Regions from separate parts of the Macaca mulatta genome. Here region 1 is linked to region 2. The links are chromatin contacts, called in public Hi-C maps. All regions are on one chromosome and are shown on one strand. The core of a region is the stretch at or near the end of the contact, and the rest is flanking DNA. Distances in the headings are between cores, read along the strand shown. Region 1 holds the start of NDUFB4 (NADH:ubiquinone oxidoreductase subunit B4). Region 2 holds the start of RABL3 (RAB, member of RAS oncogene family like 3).

What was found. A called contact is a pair of places that touch in the nucleus more often than the background predicts.
Region 1: a Hi-C map of fetal cortical plate shows a contact between it and region 2, with 2.9 times the contacts expected there. The contact joins the promoter of NDUFB4 here to the promoter of RABL3 in region 2. A contact is called at or near these places in 6 of 14 Hi-C or Micro-C datasets (CD4 T cells, blood, cortical neurons and 3 more).

Annotation. Positions count from the first base shown.
Region 1 is chr2:163,122,624-163,127,543 of T2T-MMU8v2.0, forward strand. It overlaps NDUFB4 (NADH:ubiquinone oxidoreductase subunit B4), which reads right to left and starts at 1,277. Exons shown (of 2, transcript NM_001266522.1): 1 at 1,029-1,277. The coding sequence starts at 1,208.
Region 2 is chr2:162,994,518-162,998,770 of T2T-MMU8v2.0, forward strand. RABL3 (RAB, member of RAS oncogene family like 3) reads left to right here and starts at 2,494. Exons shown (of 8, transcript NM_001194507.2): 1 at 2,494-2,569. The coding sequence starts at 2,524. GTF2E1 (general transcription factor IIE subunit 1) reads right to left here and starts at 2,290. Exons shown (of 5, transcript NM_001260889.1): 1 at 2,244-2,290.

The DNA of each region.
Region 1 (4,920 bases), core at 27-2,526, 130 kb after region 2:
TCACCTGCTAAAGGGGCACCTCTATATGACCTACTTGTCCTTCCCACGTTGTCTTCTCATCTGTAAAATGGGGACAGTAGTAGAGCTTAATTATCCAAATAGTTGTGATATGTAAAGTTTACCACAGTGCCTGGCACATTGTAACTTTCATTCAATCCTCATAACTTCCCAAAATTCCAAAACACCAACGCAACGTGTGGGAAATGTCCTGTTCTGTTAACATCGTATTTGACCTATTTAGCTCCTGTATAGAAAACTATCTGATAGAAGCATACCTGTTAATTACCAGTTTACTGGGCATATACTATGTGCTGGGAATGTTACACAGACTATCTTATTTAACCTCATAATTCTATAAAGAATGCACATCATTTATATATGAAATCAGGAAACTATAATTCAGAGGAGTTAAAGTTGCCCAAAGTAATAGAGTTAGCCAATGAGTAGTGCTTTGGGTTCTGACTCCAAAGCCTAGAACTTCAACAAGCTGCAGGGTCTTTAAAAGATGCAGGCTGAAGGAATCACTGTATTCTCATCAGGAGAGAGCAGTACCCCTATGAGGTGTGAACTGAAAAGTAAACACCAGCTCTTTAAAATTATATATATATATATATATGCATATATAGAGAGGGAAACATTTTCTGAACACGCCTTACGAACTAGGCACTGTGTTAGGCCAGTCACACGCTCTATCTCATTTAATCCTAACAGCCTGATAAAAGAGTAAGCACTATATTACGCCCATTTTGCAGACAGAAAATCGAGGGAGGATAAGCAGAGTGAGTAACTTTCTTAAGGTCACGCAGGCAGGAAGTGATCAAGGATTCAAACCGAGCCAGGTCTGACTCCAGAGCCGGTCCTCTCGAGGGCCAAGCTCTGGCAAAGGTGAAAGGGTAGTGAGTTGGCTAGGCCTTGAAGAAGACCTGCGTCTGCGATACTGATCGGGAACGGTGGCCGACACACTGCGTGGTCTCTCGGTCTCTCCCAGGACTCGGACCCTATTCCCGCCCGGCAGGCCCCGCACTCACGATGAGCTCTCGGCGGTTGGGATCGTTGTACTGAAGCAAGTACTCTTGTTTCAGCCGGGCTCTTATAGCCAACCGCTCGGCTTGCGCCCGCCGGGTTTCCGGAGATGTGTTGTATTCAGCTGGGTCGAGGCTCTCGGGCAGAGTGGCCAGGTGCGACGGCTTGTACTTTGAGGTCGACATCTTGGCGACCCAGGGCACAACTGCGCCTGCGCGATTCTGAGGCCCTTTGTCTTTATGCGGACCTTCAGCTTCAGGAAGCGCGCCTGCGCGTTAGCAGAGGTTGGCGATGGCGTTAACAAGGAGCTCCGCCTCTTTCTCCTACCTTCCTGAACACGGCCGTGTTCGCTCAGTGATATGCGCATGCGCGAAGTGCTCTTCTCGCGTTTCGACCTGCCCCACCGCCGCTCCCTACCTACTCATCTGTCACTCGGCTGCTTCTTCCTAGCAGCCTTGTCTCTACTGACACAACCAGGGCCTATTATGTAAAGCTGAGCTGTGTGGGACTAGCTGTGGAGTCAGAAGTCCGGGTTTTCAGTGTGGGTCTAACAGTGCTGTGTCACTTGGATAAGTCACTTAACGTCTCTGAGTTTCCTTTTCCTTATCCTGGAGATAATGACTCCTGTCCACCTAGCAAAGTTGTTGTGAGGATTAAATAAGCTAACAAATAGATTAAGCAGAACAGAATTCCCTACCCAAGAAGAAGAGAATAAGCTTTTCTGTACGTTACCATGCTAGATTCATACAACATTAAGTGTAAGCTTATTTTTCACAGGTAAGAAATAATGATTAATAGGACAAATGATGTTATAAGAGAAATGTTGCCTGACTGACTATAGAAGGTCAAGAAGAAAATGAGGTATTGAATAAAGCTCATGAGGAAATCATCTTAGTTAAAATACTAAAACCTCTTGCCTAAAATCCTTAGCACTCTTCAGATGCAAAGAATTAAAAACATAAAGATGTGAAAATACTCATAGGGGCATTGTATCTTATTGTTAAAGACGATCTGGGGCGAAAACTGAAGTAATTGGAAATAAAACCTTCTCTATCCTTGCTGTCCTTTCCTCTCCCCCAATTACCAAGGTGAAAAAGCAACTTCAAGTTTCACAGCAGGGTCTTTGGGTTTCCCTCCTCAGGGGAAAAAATGTAAACAATATTTCCATAACTCGGGCAAAGAAAGATGGATCAAAAGAGAGCCCAGCTTGGCTGAAATGTCTGGAGGCATGTAGGTATGTTGGAAAATGGTTGCTAGAAAAGGGACCTAGAAAGTGTTGGCGTTTGAAATGATGAGAAGCAGCACTGCTGTCAAATTTATTCAACATTTTAATACTGTTTTAAAATGTTTATTAAGCACCCACCGCGTGAAGCACACAGCACACTAGTCAGTGTTAAGTCAGTCTTCTAGGCTCAGTGGGGGAAATCCAGACAAAATGGAAGATGAGGTGTTTGTCTTCCAGGTGCTGACAATCAAGCAGTACAGAAAGAACGGGCAGAAATGGTAATATTTGCAAAGTAGTCTAATGTCCAGATGAATATAGAGCAAAATGGACTCATGAGAATGCAGGCTGAGGGAATGTAGAATAAATGAACACAAGACGAGTTACTCAGACTCAATTTTAAAGGAGAAAAAAAAAAAAAAAAGGAAATTCTGACTTGTTCAAAGGTGTTTTGAAATATTAAGAAAATAATACAATAGGCCGGGCGCGGTGGCTCAAGCCTGTAATCCCAGCACTTTGGGAGGCCGAGACGGGCGGATCACGAGGTCAGGAGATCGAGACCATCCTGGCTAACACGGTGAAACCCCGTCTCTACTAAAAAAATACAAAAAACTAGCCGGGTGAGGTGGCGGGCGCCTGTAGTCCCAGCTACTCGGGAGGCTGAGGCAGGAGAATGGCGGGAATCCGGGAGGCGGAGCTTGCAGTGAGCTGAGATCCGGCCACTGCACTCCAGCCTGGGCGACAGAGCGAGACTCCGTCTCAAAAAAAAAAAAAAAAAGAAAAGAAAAGAAAATAATACAATATGAAAAGCAGGAGCAGGTTATAAAATTCTAAAGACTACATAAAGTTTCAGAAAGCTGTGTAGATTAGACACGGATCTAGGAAGGAGAGCATGTAAAAACAATAAAAGGATAAAGGAATGAGTCCAGCGAGTACGAACTGACGCGGGGAAGGCGAGCCCCAAAGTGGGGCTTAGGCAGCCCGGGTACTTGGCTTTGCTGAGGAAAGAATTCAAGGGCAACCCGGAGGTAGAAGAAAACAATTTTATTGAAGAGGCGGTGTTCCAGCTTTGGTGGTGTCACAGCCGTGACTGCTCCTGTAGAGTAGAGCCACCTCATAGGCAGAAAGCACCAGCTCAGACCAGCTTTCAGTCACATCTATACCCACATTTATTACCACTTTTAATAACACGCAGATTAAGAGGCAGTTTGGCCGGGCACGGTGGCTCACGCCTGTAATCCCAGCACTTTGGGAGGCCAAGGCGGGCGGATCACGAGGTCAAGAGATCGAGACCATCCTGGCTAACACGGTGAAACCCTGTCTCTACTAAAAATACAAAAAATTAGCCGGGCGTGGTAGCCTGTAGTCTCAGCTACTCGGGAGGCTGAGGCAGAAGAATGCTGTGAACCCGGGAGGCGGAGCTTGCAGTGAGCCGAGATAGCACCACTCCAGCCTGGGCGACAGAGTGAGACTCCGTCTCAAAAAAAAAAAAAAAAAAAAAAAAGAGGCAGTTTATGCAGACATTTCTAGGCAAGGGGTAGTAACTTTTGGGTCATCAGGTCATTGCCCTGGAAAGGGGTGGTAACTCCCGGGTGTTGCCATGGCAATGATGAACTGACACACTGCTGTGCCTATCTGATGGAAAGCGGCTTCCACCTCCGACCTGTTCAGGCTAGTGCTCAATTTGGTTCGGTGTCGGAGTCCTACCTCCTACCTCAAAACCAGCTGACTAGGTTAAAGATTTCTTAAGGTTACTATAAAGAGAGAAAGCTTTGGATGACTTAAAGTAGCTATTACCACACTTGCCTGATTATCACGAGGATTGCTTATGATGAGTGTTAAAAATAGGGAGTTTAGCCAGGTGTGGTAACATGTACCTGCAGTCCCAGCTACTGGAGAGGCTGAAGCCAGAAGATCCCTTGATCCCAGGAGTTTAAGTCCAGCCTAGGCAACATAGTGAGACTACACCTCTAAAAAAAAAAAAAAAAAAAAAAGAAGAAGTAAAAATAATTAGTAAATTAAAATATGGAAAAAATTTTTAACTCCTAGTTCGTGTCCTCCACCTGGAGATTCAAAACTGGTATGGCAGAGGAACCCAAGAGTCTGTATTTTTTACAATTTCCAGTGGGGGAGTGGTGGTATTAAAATATATTGCAGGCTTGTAAAACAGAGATGAGTACAAAAGGTCTTTCTTTTCCAAAGATAATTGGTACCAGAAAAGACCCTCTTACAGTGAGTCCATTAAAAATAGAGACGTATATTCCATGGTGAAAGAGTGAAAGAAAAAGACTTGATTTGAACTTTATATTGAAAAAAATTCAACCAAAACTTATAAAAATGAATTTATCTTATATTTAACACGTTAGGTTACAGTTGCAAGTATGTGCTAATTCTGGTAACTCAAATGTTTTGGAGGAGGGACATAATTTTTTATATGGCTCATTATCCTTCATTGTGCATTTGATTTTTGCAGCAGGGTCTTATTTGCAAAAGTTTTGGAAGCATTTATCTAGTTTTCCCGAAGTCCTCTCTTAATCCTTTGAAATCAGATTATTTCCTTTTGATGTACTGATGTCAACATCGTTCTCATTGATTTTCTCTTTTTCATTTGTTATCTGGTCCAACTCTGTGAAGTCCTCCTTTATTAATGACTTTGCATGTGGATCCAGCAGTTT
Region 2 (4,253 bases), core at 1,244-3,743:
CAGCTGAGGTGGATCAACTGAGCCAGGAGGTCAAGGCTGCAATGAGCCATGATTGAGCCACTGCACTCTAGCCTAGGTGACAGGACATGACCCTCAAAAAAAAAAAAAAAGTGATTAACGGTCCCCTGCTCACACAGTTAATGTATGAACTCAGTGAGATAATTAATGCAAAGTGTTCTGCTTTCAGGGCTGGCATAAGAGTTCAATTCAGTACTGGCATTCATAATAAATCCCCTATTTAGAAAAACGACTCTTATACCAATATGAAGAATGGACTCAAATGGGTGAAGGTGGAGGCAATGTGGAAGTATTGGGTGTATAAAATCAAACTACGGAAGAAGGCAAAAAATTGCAAGAAGAGAACAGAATGAATGAAAGTTATTACAGAAAAAAAAATAACAAGGACCCAACAAAATATATTGGATACAGAATATGAGAGTAGGAAAAATCTTAAATAGCTCTGTTTTGAGCCAGTGTAGCTAGGAAAAGTACTGCCATGAGAAATAGGTGACACTTGAAGAGGAGCAGATATGGAAGAAATGAGGAAATCATTTTTAGAAGTGTCTCTGAGGAAATACCATAGGATATTCCTCTGAATATGCCCAGCAGGTAGCTGAACAAATGAAACTAGAGCTTAGGAATGAAATGAAGCTGTGCCACCTTGTTCAAAATCTGTGCATTCTAAAATCCTCCTTCCTGACCACTAACTTCTCTCCTCCACCACTTCCCACTCACACTGAATCTCCTTACTCAATCTCTAGAGGTCTTAGGTAAGAATTCTCAAACTGGCAGCCCCCCAACGCATTGTTTCACCCAAAGAAATGTTTCAAAAATTTTCTGAATTAGTTGTCAACATTTAAAAATTGTAAGAGTTCACATAAATTTCAACTTCCAGCTCCTCCTGAAAAATTGGAAATATCTGAGGAAAAAGTGAGCCCATGGTCCCACATGGAAACAATAAGCTGAAGACGAATAGCAGCTGGCATTATTAGGGAAGGAGTATGGCTGGTCTCTGGAGACTTCTGAGTGTGGTACCTCCTAGGACCTTTTGTTTCTTCCTTTGATCTTCATAGTCCATGAGTCATATCCCAGCCTCACCTCCCTACCCCAGTCCAGACACGTGTATTTTAATCATATAAACATTTAAGGACTATTGTGCACCAGACACGGAGCTAGAGAAACAAAGTTGAAAAGAATGCACCCTCTGCCCTCTGTCTACTCTGTCAGCCTCATATCCAGCCACACTAGCATATTCTCAATTCCATAAGCCACATGTGCTTTCCGTGCTTACCACAGCTTTGCACAAGCTGTTCCTTCTGCCCCTACAACTAAGCCAACCCCCTTCTCCTAATCATCCTTCAAGTCTCAAATGACGTTTCCTCATAGAGGCCTTCCCAGACTCCCCATTAGGTAGCGTACAATCATCCCCTCTCACATGTTCCATGGCTCTTTCTCCCTTCTTGTACTTTCTCCATGTCTATCTCTAAGACCAGACTTCATTTTGTTCACCAATTAATTTCCAGTATCTAGCACAGCCAGACAAGTACTTCCATAAAACTTTCCTTATGTGTCCTAGACACGTGTTGTTCCAACATGGCTCATTTTGCCAGCTTCCCCCCGCTTCACTTCCTCCACTCTTGCTTCCACGGTAGAATTGGACAGGCTATTGGGCACTCTCTTCTTAAATTTAAAACAGTTTTAAGCTGGAGGTGAGTGGATCAAATTCACGATGTTAAAAGTGTGCGCTGACTGCAGAATGGAGAAAAAAGCTGGATGCGAAGAGTCCAGTTAGATTACTTCAGTACACCACTACGCCAGTTCTAGAACAACCTGGGATTCTACACATCTAACTGCGGTGTTCTGGTACCACATTTCATGGCACTTTCCACGCCTTCACTGAACACATAGCGGCAAACTACCGCGAAACCTCCGGACCCAGCTGCCCTTCACGAGACGCGTTCGGTGATATGCACTCCTCCCCACTGCGAGACCCCGAGACCCCAAACTCCCTCGGACTCTCCCAGTTGGGTCTAGGGCCACACTCGGCGCACCCAAGCCCGCCCTACCCGAGGTCCCACACGGGCCGTTCCGGGGTCAATGGTTCTTTGGAGAACCAAGAGGACCAAGGCAAGAGGGTAATTCAATAGGGGAGGACAGTTAAGAGGGAGCGAAAGGAAGAAGAAATCATGAAATGCAATGCCCGGCCAGGGAACTCCGAACAAGGAACAGGGAACAAGGTTTACCAAAGCGAATCCTGGAACACTCCCACTACAGCTGCCCTCAGCTCTTCAACTACCGGCTTAAATGAGCCACGCCTCTTACGCGACAAAGAAAACGCACTATTCCTGCGACCATCTGGGGAAACACCCCGCTACCAGACCAGCCAATCAGCTCAGTGAAGCCTTCGATTCAGACAGTCACGCTCCGAGCGGCCAATGAAATTGAAAGCTCTGCCCTCCATGCCCAACTCTGATTGGCTTACAATCCCGGAACAGGCGTTAACCCAAGGAAGGCAGTGGCAAGATGGCGTCCCTGGATCGGGTGAAGGTACTGGTGTTGGGAGACTCAGGTGAGCGTCTTACCCCACCTCTGGGGCTACAGACACTTTTGAGTTACCCAGTAACCCTCCCCTTACCTTCCTTCCCTCAACTCCCTGGCTCTTCGGCCCGTGGCTGAAGTCCCTCCGAAGTCCTGAAGACTACACTTCCCAGGGGACTTTGCTCCGTGTGACGACGCGGCGGCGGCGGCGGCGTCGCGCGGGTGGGGGTCGCGGAGCCCGGGTCTTTTTCCTTCGCGGCTTTCCACATCAGTCTCCCAGAAGACTGCAGCCTGGAGTGTATTGTCAGTTATTTTATTTGGAAAAAAAAAAAAAAAAAAAGGCAGGCATTGAGTATTGTATGGAGTTCTGTGTTAAGGGTACAGAAGTTAGTAGGACCGTGCCTTCAAGAGATTTTGTTCATTAAGGAAGTCAAACGTGCACTGACAAACGTGAACTGGCAAGCGCTTCTCATACATTAACTCATTTAATTCTGAGATTAGTCCTATGATCACATTTTACGGATGAGAGTAGTGAGGCAGAGAGATGTGAGTGGCAGAATCCTTTTGAACGCAGAGTCCACAAACTTAAACGCTAAGTTATAAATACGCAGTGACGTATTGGGTGGTGGTCCTGTTTTATTCTTAACTGAGCTTCTTGACTTCCTGGTTCTCGTTTGATCTTCATTGAAAACCTATTATGTCCTAGACTGTACGATAGAGAAATTAAAGTAAGAGTTTTATTCTGAAGCAGCTAGGATTTAACGCTGAGCCGAATTTAATCCTAGTGTTAAAATTATTATTTTTTTTTATCTCAATGGATGCAAAGAAAAATTATTTTGACCCCTGGGACATTTGAGAACTACAGCTGACTTCTGGATTTCCAGCTCCCACCTCACTGCCCTTATCTTTTCTTCCATAATCCCCAGTTCATCTCTCCTTAGTAACTTCAATAAATGCTGAACTTGCATTTTATAGATGTGCTCTTCTGGAGTTGGCCTAAGAGCGTGTGTTGTGAGCAGAGACATTGTGCTAGATGCTTGGAGGTGGAGAGGCTTGAAAACTAGCTTAACAGAAACTAAATAAAATTGTGGCCGGCAAAGATAGGTTAAGACTGTTTTCACATTGCCCTGAGTATTATTTGCATTACGAAATATTTTACAGAGAGCATTATTTAATATTCCCCTAAGAAAGTTGCCTTTTGAAACTCAATGGACATAATCACAATTTATGTCGACTTCATTTCTATCAGGTAGCTTGAAGTGGTGCCAAAGTTAATTTAATAAAATCACTCAGTTTTACAGATAAAGAAAGTAATGGTGGCCTAAAGGGACTTAGCAAGAGTATCACTGAGTAGAATTTAGAATCCAGAACTAACAGACTTCTTCACGATATGTTAAGTGAGTGTTTTCTGTCCTCTATAATTCCATTTTCTGTTGTATGTAACAATCCCTTCATATTGCAAACTGCTGCAACTAGTCAATTTATTTTCTTTCCAGCAGGCACTGTATTAGGTTCTGGGGTTATAACTGTGGAATTAATGCATCATATAACAGGGGTAGAATTAGCTGCTACATTAAATGTGGAAAAGTAATCAGGCAATTGATAAGCTTCCCTACCCCCACCCCCCCACCCTTATGGTTTAGTTGTGAAGCAGAAGACACAGCTGTGATGGCCAGGAAAGTGATTGATATTGTCACACATTCACTAATGTTAAC